2 separate regions of the Pan troglodytes genome follow, and region 2 is linked to region 1. A link is a contact called in public Hi-C data. All regions are on one chromosome and are shown on one strand. Each heading gives the region's core, a stretch centred on a gene start, on an enhancer-like site or on the middle of the called end of the contact. The rest is flanking DNA. Distances are from core to core; before and after follow the strand shown.

Region 1 (5,301 bases), core at 1,758-4,257:
ATATTTACAGTGTTAAGTGATTTGATAATTTTGTAGTTCTGCCCTAAAAATCAATATCCTTAATTAACTCTTCATCAGTTTCTTAAGTCATCTGTCATCCTGAAAGCAATTTAATTATTCTAAATGTTAAATAATTTTGGTAGTGTCTAATCTATAAAACATACATACACTACCAGTTTTTTTTTCTACCTTTAACAAATTCGTTCCCATAAGAGACAATTTTATCACTAACAAAGGATAACTGGCAGGCATAAAATAGTGAGTAGAAAATGATTTTCTAAAATTTTTCATTTCTATCATTTTATAGCAAGTTGCATTTATCTTAAAGATAAATATTCTTCAATAAAAATAACAATTCAAATTTTTCAGTTGTAGAAATTCCTGGTGATGACATTTGATACAAATAGTTTATCCCTGAAATCCATTTAAAATTTTTAATCAAATCTTCTGCAATTCATTGATCAAGAATACATACGAGACTATCCAGGGATATTTCTAGCAAAGAAAACTGAGTCATGCAACTCAGTTCTTGAAGCAAGGAGGCAATTTAAAGTCAGAATAAAGGTTTACTGGGCTATCCTCAATGGACAAGTGGAGGATGTAAGTCACCTGATTTGGAACATAAAAGACTTAAAAATGTAAGAGCAAAACAAATGGATGGTATTGGGAAAAATAATTATTAAGAAAAAAAAACCCAAGACAATGAAATGAAGAAAACACTAATATTAGATTAACAGATTCTATGTAAGATCTCAACTTGGATACTTAAATTTATGCAAGCAAAATACCATTTGATTTAATAGAAAAATACTGTGATATGAATTGAAACAATTTCTTTGATTCTATAACCTGGAAAAAAAATGGTATAAACTATATACAAGTTAAAACCCTCAAAGGCAGTGTTGTTTTCATTCACTGCCATGCATGAGATGTCTAGCATAAAGCTAATTAGCGCCTAATAAGTCCTCAATAAGGGAAGAAACTAAAAAAACTTAAAAATTTTAAATTAAATGACACAATAATGCCAAGACTTTCCAAAGCAGATTGACTGTAGCAGCTGCAGTTACCTGGACATGCAAAATTACTAGTTTACCAGTAACATTTAAGAAAGCAGACAAGAAGATAATTGTGCTTCTATTAGCGAATTGAAATAATGGTATTTTGAAACTGAGTGAAAAACACATTCTGAGTCATCTGTATTAACTTAAAGCTGTTCTGAAGATTAATGGGAAAAATAATAATGAACAGACGATTGGATTTACTAAACAATGTTTGATTAATTGTATTAACGGTTATAAAATACCTATCAAGGCTGTCTTTTCTTGTCCAAAAATTCAATACATGAAATATGAAAATTTGTAATACCATAGCCAAAGCCTTATTGCATAGCTTCTAGCTTACTGATATATTTACTTATTTTAATTTAAAAAGCCTGTTTTTCCAGCCACTAGGAAATAAGATTTCTCACGTTTTATAGTACTCAAAAATCATGATTAAGTATATCTAATGCTAACCTAAGTGTAAGCAAACAGCAAACTAAATGGTGAATTAAAATATCCACACCAAGCCTGACCTCAGCTTTCATTGAACCTTTTCTTCAGAAGAAAACTAAAAATAAATTTCACTAGCATTTGCTTTGCTTGACAGCATAATTGAGTAGCAACCAAAGTAGCCATATGTGGTCCTTTATGTAAGGCCTTCTAGCCTCAGAAACACACACCTTTTGAATTAGCGTGCCTGGTACCCATTTGTGCCCAATAAATACTTGCTGAATGAACTTTTCCAATAGTGCTGGATTTGCTCTGAGCCAACCAAATTCTCACTTTTAATGTATTTTGCAAGACAGAGGACGACAAGATGAAGAATGCAGTTTGAGACTCAGAAGAGCAAACATAATCGGCCCAGTATGGATATGATCATTTGATGCACCGTCCTCGGGCATGCTCATTTACAGAAGCCTAAAAACAAATTTTATCCCTCGTTTGTGGGTTTCTGGTGTTGTGGAGGGCTTTCCAATGTTTAGAAGCAATATATTTTTATAGAATTCTGTAATAAACGTGTTTTAAATCTTTTATAAAGCTCTCTGTAGCATATAAGTACATATTAAAGACAGAAATGGGGGAGCATCAAGGCCCTTATAATCGTCATTCATTCCTTAACCACATACTACGCATCTACTGTGTGGCATTCTAGGCGGGGGCCGTAACACCAGTGCAGAAAAACACAACCTCTTGTCCTCTTAGAGCTTACATTGCACTGGGGAAGGAGAGATAAGAAGATAAACAAGTATGGATATGTAGACTGTCCAAAGGATAAAATGAGAAGGGGGCTAGGGAACTTTCAGTTTAAAAGTAGCCGCGGAAGCACCGAGTGACACGAGCAAAATCCTGAAGGTGAAGGAGCAAGCCCTGTGGACGACGCTCAGGGAAGAGTCCTACTCGCAAGGATGCCAGGGCAGGCCCGCCCCCACCCTCAACGGCGCGCGGGGACTTCTGCCGCAGTCAAGGCTTTGGCTCACTCCCCTCAAGACGGGAAGCCATTCGCAGGGCCTAGAGAAAAGGAGTGACAGGATCTTGGCCCCCTGAGTGGCCTGAGGCAAAAGGAATAATCTAAGCAAGTTTTCCTACTTACTTTTAGCGCACTGGTACACACACAAATACACAATACAATTCATATAACACGAATTTCGTCCCGGTTGAGTAAAATTCCGCTTACCTACTGCACTTTTTACCGAAAATAGCCCCTTTTTAATTTACACAAACTTAATAGAGAACTGTGGAACGATGGTTACTTCTTGTTTTACAATTTAAAAACTACAACAACCATAGTACTGTACGTATAATCACATATTGTATTCCAGCCTTGTCCAGCGCCTCAGTTTTCCGAACCTAAAGAGGAAAACGATGTTTGAAATCAGCTGGCCGCAGGCCCGCGGGTCGCCCGCAGTCACCGGTGGCTGAGTCGCGGCCGGCGGTTCTCCCCGCGCGCTCGGCTCCACCCACACCTAGAGGGGGGCGCCCGGGCCGCCGCGGGCGAGCTTCTCGCTCGCGCAGCGTCGCCTACAGGCCTTTATCCTGACGGTTAGAGAAGAACCCAAACCTCTGCCGACAAAAAGCAAAAGCAGCGGAGACCGCGTATTTCCAGAAATAAACGCATCACAAACACGATTCCAATTCAATCCAGCCGACAGTCGTCTTCACCTCCAAAGGTTGCGTTCTTATTCCGCAGAAATAACACGCAGTCGGGCGTAAGGTCCCGGCTCTCAAAAGGCAAGGTGTACGATCCATCCATCCACCCGGCTGCAGGGACACCATTTAAAACGGGCATCATCGCCGTCGAATCGCGGGCGTCCTCTGTGGGGCCGCCCGGAGATCGGCTCCCTAAACCTAACGACGACCTGGGACAGCCAGCGCGGCCTCCAGCCGCCGCCGTCGGCGACCTGAGAGCCCGTCCGGGCCTGAGTGCCCCCCACGCTCACGACCACCACCGAACTCGGGCCCCGCTCCTGTCGGCCTCCAGGAAAATAAAGACAGAGGAGAGCCGGCCCGCCTGTGTCGCAGGGCAAACGTCGCTCTGAAGCATCGACAATACTGGCAACATCCACAGCCGCCCTGAGGGGACGGGCGTAGAGGAGAGCTGCCGCCTCCCGGCTGCTGGGCCCGGGTGCCGCGCGGCGCGGCCGAGGACGCGAGCCCAAGTGGCGGCAGCGGCGGCTGCGGCGGTGGCGGAAGTGGAGTGGGGAAGAGGGGGTGGTTGTTAGTGTTTGGCGCCGGCGGAGGGAGTCATTCCTGCAGCTGCACTTCCGGTCGGCATTTTGTTCTGAGAGGGAGAGACGGAACGAGAGAGAGACACACACAGGGCTCCTTCCCCCCGCCCTCCCCCCCCTCCGTCGGTACCGACTCACCCGACACCACCAAGCCGCAGGGAGGGACGCCCCCGCCGACAGGAGAATTGGTTCCCGGGCCCGCGGCGATGCCCCCCCGGTAGCTCGGGCCCGTGGTCGGGTGTTTGTGAGTGTTTCTATGTGGGAGAAGGAGGAGGAGGAGGAAGAAGAAGCAACGATTTGTCTTCTCGGCTGGTCTCCCCCCGGCTCTACATGTTCCCCGCACTGAGGAGACGGAAGAGGAGCCGTAGCCACCCCCCCTCCCGGCCCGGATTATAGTCTCTCGCCACAGCGGCCTCGGCCTCCCCTTGGATTCAGACGCCGATTCGCCCAGGTAAATTCCTGCTCTTTATTTCGGCGGCGGCGGCGGCGGCGGCGCCAGGTCCTCAGCGTCTCTCCTCCTCGCTCCCCTCCCCGCCGTTTCCTTAGCGGCCCCAGGTCTCTTCCACAGGCGAGTCTAGAGTTCGCTCCTCTCTGGTGGCAGCCGCCTTGGGTAGCGGTGGTTTTGTACCCTCTCCCGGCCGGCTCCGGTGGCGGGGACTGGGCTGCTGCCGGGCGGCCGGGGAGGCGTAGGCCCGGCGGAGAGTGCAGGCCGCGGGCCAGCGGAATCTACTTGAGCTCGGGGATTAGGAGAGCTCCGGGCTGAGCGGAGCGACTGCTGGTCGGTGACAGGCCTCGCCCGGGAGTGGAGCCGTAGCTAGTGGGGAGGCGGAAACAATACAACTAACAGCAAATGTGCCCTGATCGTCCCCATATTTACAACTTTCCCGGTCCGGGAGTGGGGAACGTCCCAGTGAAACAAACAACCCCCCTTCTTCCCCCTGTGACCCCATGAAGGGAGGAAGTAGTTTCAGTTAGTGAGACAAACGTAAATACTCAGACGCGGATCCAGTGGTAATTCTTTCTCTTTCTAAAACTTGTTTGGACGTTGGAAAGTTCATAAAGACTCATTTTCTTTTTTAAAGAATTAAATCGTCCACATGAATATTTAATACAGAAAAACATACTGTGGTAGACACTGCACATCTCCCCCTCCCCAAGAGCTTTTATCTTGTTGTTTTGACAGTGTGTTGTTGCACATGGACTTTTTATTCAAAGACAAGTATAAAGTACTTGACAGGTTTACTCTGCCACTTTCTATTTGTATGCGTTATGTAAGGGCAGTTTTAAGCGACTATACGTAAAACACTCAGGTACTTCCTGACCAAAACGTGTAGGAGCATACAAAGAATTTTAAGTGTTCTGAGAATTGTGCTGAGATACGGGTAAAACCAATTTTCTTTTCTTTTCTTTTTCCAAAAAAGAAATTAAGTTATACTTAAAATCCTTGGGAGGTTAAAAAATTGTAGAAGGTGCCATCCTTTTATGTCAGGGCAGTTCTTCTTGAGGTCCCAGGATTGTCATTGGCTGTTTGTGCC
Region 2 (5,301 bases), core at 1,024-3,523, 130 kb before region 1:
ATTAAGGCTATCCCTGTTACCAGAGCATTTGGGGTGTGTGGCAGGCAGAACAATGGCCCCCAAAGATGTCCACATCCTGATTCTCAGAGCCTGTGAATCTATTACATTACATTGAAAAGGGGGATTTAGGTTGCAGATGGAATTAAGTTTGCTAATCAGAGGACCTTAAAATAGGGAGGTTATACTGCAGTCTCTGGGAGGGCCCAACATAATCATAAGGGTCCTTAAAAGAAGATGAGGGAAGCATAAGAGAGACTCAGGAGTGATGCAATGCCTGCCTCTGCCTTGCTGACTTCAAAGATGGAGGAAGGGCCCATAAGCCGAAGAATCTGGAAGGCTCTGGAAGCTGGAGAAGAAAGGAAATGGATTTGCCCCTGGATCCTGCAGAAAGGGGCACAGTCCTGCAGCCTGACACGTTCATTACCACCCAGCAAGACATATTTTTGTCAGATTTCTACCATACTGAAGTGTAAGATGATAAATTTGGTTGTTTTAAGCCACCAGATTTGTGGTCATCTGTTACAGCAGCAATAGGAAGCTAATTCCATGTGCAAAAATTCACAGCTAGCCCTGGATTATCCTGATGAATGGGCATTGCCCTGGTGAAAAATCAGTAGGCAGCTCTCTATAGAACCCAAATACCTGCCTTCCACCTCCATGGCAATTCTTCATAGGCAGAAACTGTACCACTCTCACCTGTTTCCTGGGCTGATCCTTTTCTACCCTGTCCCTGTGCTATTCTGAAAATAGCTTTACCAAGAAGGACATGAAACTGTGAGCAAAAGTCACACATTCATGACAAAATTCTCCCAGGAAGATTATCATTCCAATCAAAACATGTATGGTATCCTTTTAAAATATCATTACCCAGAGCTTTCATTCTGAAGCACTTCCCATATATTATTTTAGGTGTCTGTGCCAGCCCATAAGTGTGCATAAATGGCAGTTTCTAGTGCACACCGTGGTTTTTAGATTGCAGTTTTTGAGTTGATTCCAAGAATTTTACTCTTAAGAAGCCCAAATAGCACTGCAGACAAATGTATTTTTTGAAATAGCGGAAAAACTAACAGTTCAGAATTTTTGGACTAAGTAGCTGATAGAGAACAGGTTGGTAACAGGAGACTGGTGTAGACTCACAGACTCATACCCTTCTTGCTGAGCCATCCTCACCCTGTGGCTTGGCCTAATTGATTTTCTAGGATCTTTAACCACGTCTAGGCTGCGGATACACCTTGCATGGTGGCATGACTACATTGATGGAGTTAGAGCTGAGATCCACATTCCTATTTCTCATTTCCTGTCCAGCTGCCTTTGATGGATTTTCCTTAATCACCTGGACCCTCACAGCTCTGCCACTTTCCTTGCTAGTTCGGATTAGTTTGATGTTTATGTGTCTGTAATAATGGAAACAATAAAAACCACCAACCTCCCTGCTATTCTTCAGGTGCTTTACATACACATTATCATTTAACGTGCAGTTTAGTGCTGTGCTTACAGCATGGACTTTGGAACTAGACCACTTTGTTTCCAATCCTGGCCCTACCACTCATCAGCTTGTGTGACCGTGGGCACATTCATTAACATCTCTAGGACTCAGCCCTTCCATCTCCCTCTCCCACAAGCCCTGCTCTGGACACCAGACTCCCCACCACAGGGAGCCTCCTGAGATACAGATCACTGTTACTGGGGGAGGACAACCTTATGCTTCCGTCCACAGTATCACATTTCTGATGACGACTATCACCCAGAACAGATCCAGTGAAATGGCAATTTAAAAAGTACTTCTTTATAAAGTTGCTGCGAGGATCATATGTTTAGAAGGGTCCCGGTAACGTAGCCAATGCCACATAGGTGTATGACCTCTTCCCTATCTTTTGAGGTAGGTGTGAGACTACGGTGCTCAGAAAAGTGGAACGACTTTGGGCAACTTGGGAACAACTTGCCCAAAGTCACACACTTGATCAGAGGCAGAGGTAGGATATGGAACCGGATCAAGTCCAACCATGGACTTTCCACCCTGCTGCGCCGTCTCAAGTTTGTCCCTGATTGGTTCTGAATCCCTGGCACCCATTCTCATCCCGCCCATCCGAAGATAAAACAATCTTCCTCCCGCGCCCCGCTGCTTCCCGGGAGCTCCCAGGAACTCTAGAGAAAACAGGAAAACTGAAAAGTGCGCTCTGCCTGCTGTGCCAGGCATGTCCCTCAGGGGGAGCCAACAAGGCTTTATTTTGTCCCGGCAGCTGGCCCCTGGGCACGGCCCCCAGCCCGGCGTCCCAGTTCCAGCCGCGCTGCAGGGGCGCGAGGGTGCCCGGCTCGCAGGTGTCCGCGCGCACCGCAGGGCTGCCCGAGTGCGGCTGGCGGAATCCCTCCCCAGCTGGGGAGGAAGGCAGTTGTTTTCTTCCTGGTGGAACGTTCCACTTGAAACTGTTCCACAAGGGCTGTTCTCGCCTCCGACTCCGGGAGGAACTGTAATTAACACAGCAACAAACGCCCACGACGCTAACTGGCAAAGGGAGTGTAACACGAGCCGCTGCTACAACCGAACTGGGCCAATTGCTTTCCCTTCTTGCCTCCCATTTGGTCTGTTTTGGTTCCGCAGTCATCCAACTGTAGCGTTTCTTAAAACATGTCAGTGGCTGGTGTTTGTGTTTTGGGTTGAACAGTTTCACACACGTCGCTGGAGCCCGTGCTCGACCAGCTGCTGTGCTGGGGATTTGCTTTCTGCGGCTTTGGGAGTGTCAGGTAGCAAAACGAAGAGAGTAGTCGACTAGAACGGTGGCGGGGAGGAGGAGGAGGGATTGTCTGCAGTGGAGTCGGGAGCCTCCTCCGGACCAGGACAGGTAAAACCGGTCTGCCAGGTCTCAGGGGGAGCGGGTGGAGACGTCCCACCTCACCTGGCTGCGCTCCGACTCAGGCTCAGCCGGCAGGTTCTGGGGCAATGGGGGAAGGGAGAGGGGCCGGGCCCTTGTGGGTCCCGCACGCACACAGTACTCAGGGGCCAGCCAGGTGCCATCCCAGGTGGCCCAGCTTGGGGTGGGCAGCCAGGGTTGGGGCAGGGGTGCGTCCTGAGTTCTTTACCTTTGAAAGGTCTGATTTCCGATGCTGCCCTTACACATACCCTTGCTCCTGCCGAGTTTAGTCCGTGGCTTCACTGGGGAACCACGGGCCCTGCCCGAGACCCAGTGAGGCAGAATCTGCCCTTTAACAAGATCCTCAGGTGATCTGCAGACACGTTAAAGTTTAGGAAGCACTGACTGCCTTATGACATATTATACTTTCTTCTAACGTCTTTCTATCAATTTCCCATCGTGTCAACACACTACCTTAGAAAATTGCAGAACAGGCAGTGGCTTTTAGAGAACTGTAACTGCTCTCAGCTAAATGTCTGCCCCGTTTGATGCTTAGTAGTAGCTCTCTGCTAATTACTGCTAAGGGGTAGAGTGGGGAGAGGCACAGCCAGCAGGACTATACAGTCCAACCCAGGAAAGCTCAGAGACTAGATGGGGAACCCAAATCCAAACAAGAAGAATGATGTAACTCTACAAGGTAAGAATATACAAGGCAGAAATGACTATCATAGAAGCAACGTAAACAGTATGTGCTGCATGTTTAGTAAATTCACTGTATTAAGTATCTACCACCAATTTTTTATGTATTCTCTCTCTATACAGATTCATACATATACATATATGTCTATAAGTATATAGAGACAGGATATATATTCTGACACAGTAGGGATCAATATTTATTGAATCAATAGCTACAGCCCATTACAACGCATTCTCCTGGAAAGAATTTTGTGTTTTAGACCAAACCAGCATATATCTGTTCCAAAATTAAAATGTATTACCAATAACCAAGAGTCCATTTCACATGTCTTTTAAAACATTACGTATGTATTCATCATAGGTACATGGCTCCCATTTGAACATGATGGTTCTACAAGCCCAGAGAGGCCCAGCAGAGCTACTTAAAGAATCCTGTGAAGTCTTCCCAGTCAGAATAACCCAACATACCTCCTACATGTCCATTAAGTCCTCCCAGGGCACAATGCCCTCATAGATCACAGACTGTAACTTTTTCAAAGCTGTTTCTTTCTCATGAGTTATTGATCTGCAAGCTAAACATTTTCAAACTGAGCCTTCACTCAATGGCCTGGAGTCGCTTCAATTTATTCTGTCAAGTACTCAAGGTTCCTTACCTAGGCACTTAATCATGTGAGTTGTACATAGTGAGTACCAGTGAAAAGCAAGGTGGAGCATCCCTCATCTCACCCTATCAGAAGGATGATTACAATTTTTAAAATTCATTTGTTCCATCTAAAGGGGCTAAGGTTAACAAAACATTGCAGGCATTTTTTTCTGTTCTTTGTCTCTGTTATGTCCCAAATGCCTAAGACAGATCATGGAGAACAGCAGGTGCTCAATGAATATTTTGAGTTGAGCCAAATTGAATTGGTGCTTGAGGACATAACCAAGAAGAGATTATCACTCTGTCACACTATGACATTACTACCTGTACATGCTATTTCCAACAATATTTAACACACAATTTGAAGTGTTCCCTCATGCTTTATCCTTGCTGGAGACAATCAGGGCTGGTAAGACAATGGAAGGCAAACAACGATTCTAGAGGGAAAGGGTTGCAGGAGGGAGTGGGGAAGGACATGCGTTTAACAATGTTTAGTGAATGAGAACTGTCACTTTTGAATGTGAACAGTAAAAAAGCAGAACAAAAGGTTGAGAACCCAATCTAGAATATAATTGCTATTTTTAAAATAAAAGTTTCACCATCAGAGTGAACAGGCAACCTACAGAATGGGAGAAAATTTTTGCAACCTACTCATCTGACAAAGGGCTAATACCCGGAACCTACAATGAACTCAAACAAATTTACAAGAAAAAAACAAACAACCCCATCAAAAAGTGGGTGAAGGATATGAACAGACACTTCTCAAAAGAAGACATTTATGCAGCCAAAAAACACATGAAAAAATGCTCATCATCACTGGCCATCAGAGAAATGCAAATCAAAACCACAATGAGATACCATCTCACACCAGTTAGAATGGCGATCATTAAAAAGTCAGGAAACAACAAGTACTGGAGAGGATGTGGAGAAATAGGAACACTTTTGCACTGTTGGTGGGATTGTAAACTAGTTCAACCATTGTGGAAGTCAGTGTGGCGATTCCTCAGGGATCTAGAACTAGAAATACCATTTGACCCAGCCATCCCATTACTGGCTATATACCCAAAGGATTATAAATCATGCTGCTATAAAGACACATGCACACGTATG

What was found. Hi-C and Micro-C count contacts between places; a contact is called where the count stands out from the background.
Region 2: a Hi-C map of induced pluripotent stem cells shows a contact between it and region 1, with 2.5 times the contacts expected there. The contact joins the enhancer-like site here to the promoter of NIPBL in region 1. A contact is called at or near these places in 4 of 7 Hi-C or Micro-C datasets (blood, induced pluripotent stem cells and stem cell-derived neural progenitor cells), 1 of 1 datasets of contacts at active chromatin or transcription factors (stem cell-derived excitatory neurons) and 1 of 1 other capture datasets (stem cell-derived neural stem cells).

The regions. Positions count from the first base shown.
Region 1 is chr4:75,911,660-75,916,960 of NHGRI_mPanTro3-v2.0_pri, reverse strand. NIPBL (NIPBL cohesin loading factor) reads left to right here and starts at 3,007. Exons shown (of 45, transcript XM_063811291.1): 1 at 3,007-4,217.
Region 2 is chr4:76,042,408-76,047,708 of NHGRI_mPanTro3-v2.0_pri, reverse strand. No RefSeq gene overlaps it. Among named protein-coding and RNA genes, the nearest start is that of NIPBL, 130 kb to the right of the region's middle. Within about 2 kb of position 2,273, at least 10 of the 24 cell types and tissues checked have an H3K27ac peak or open chromatin away from gene starts, as enhancers often do. A contact at or near this core is called in induced pluripotent stem cells, where this site is marked.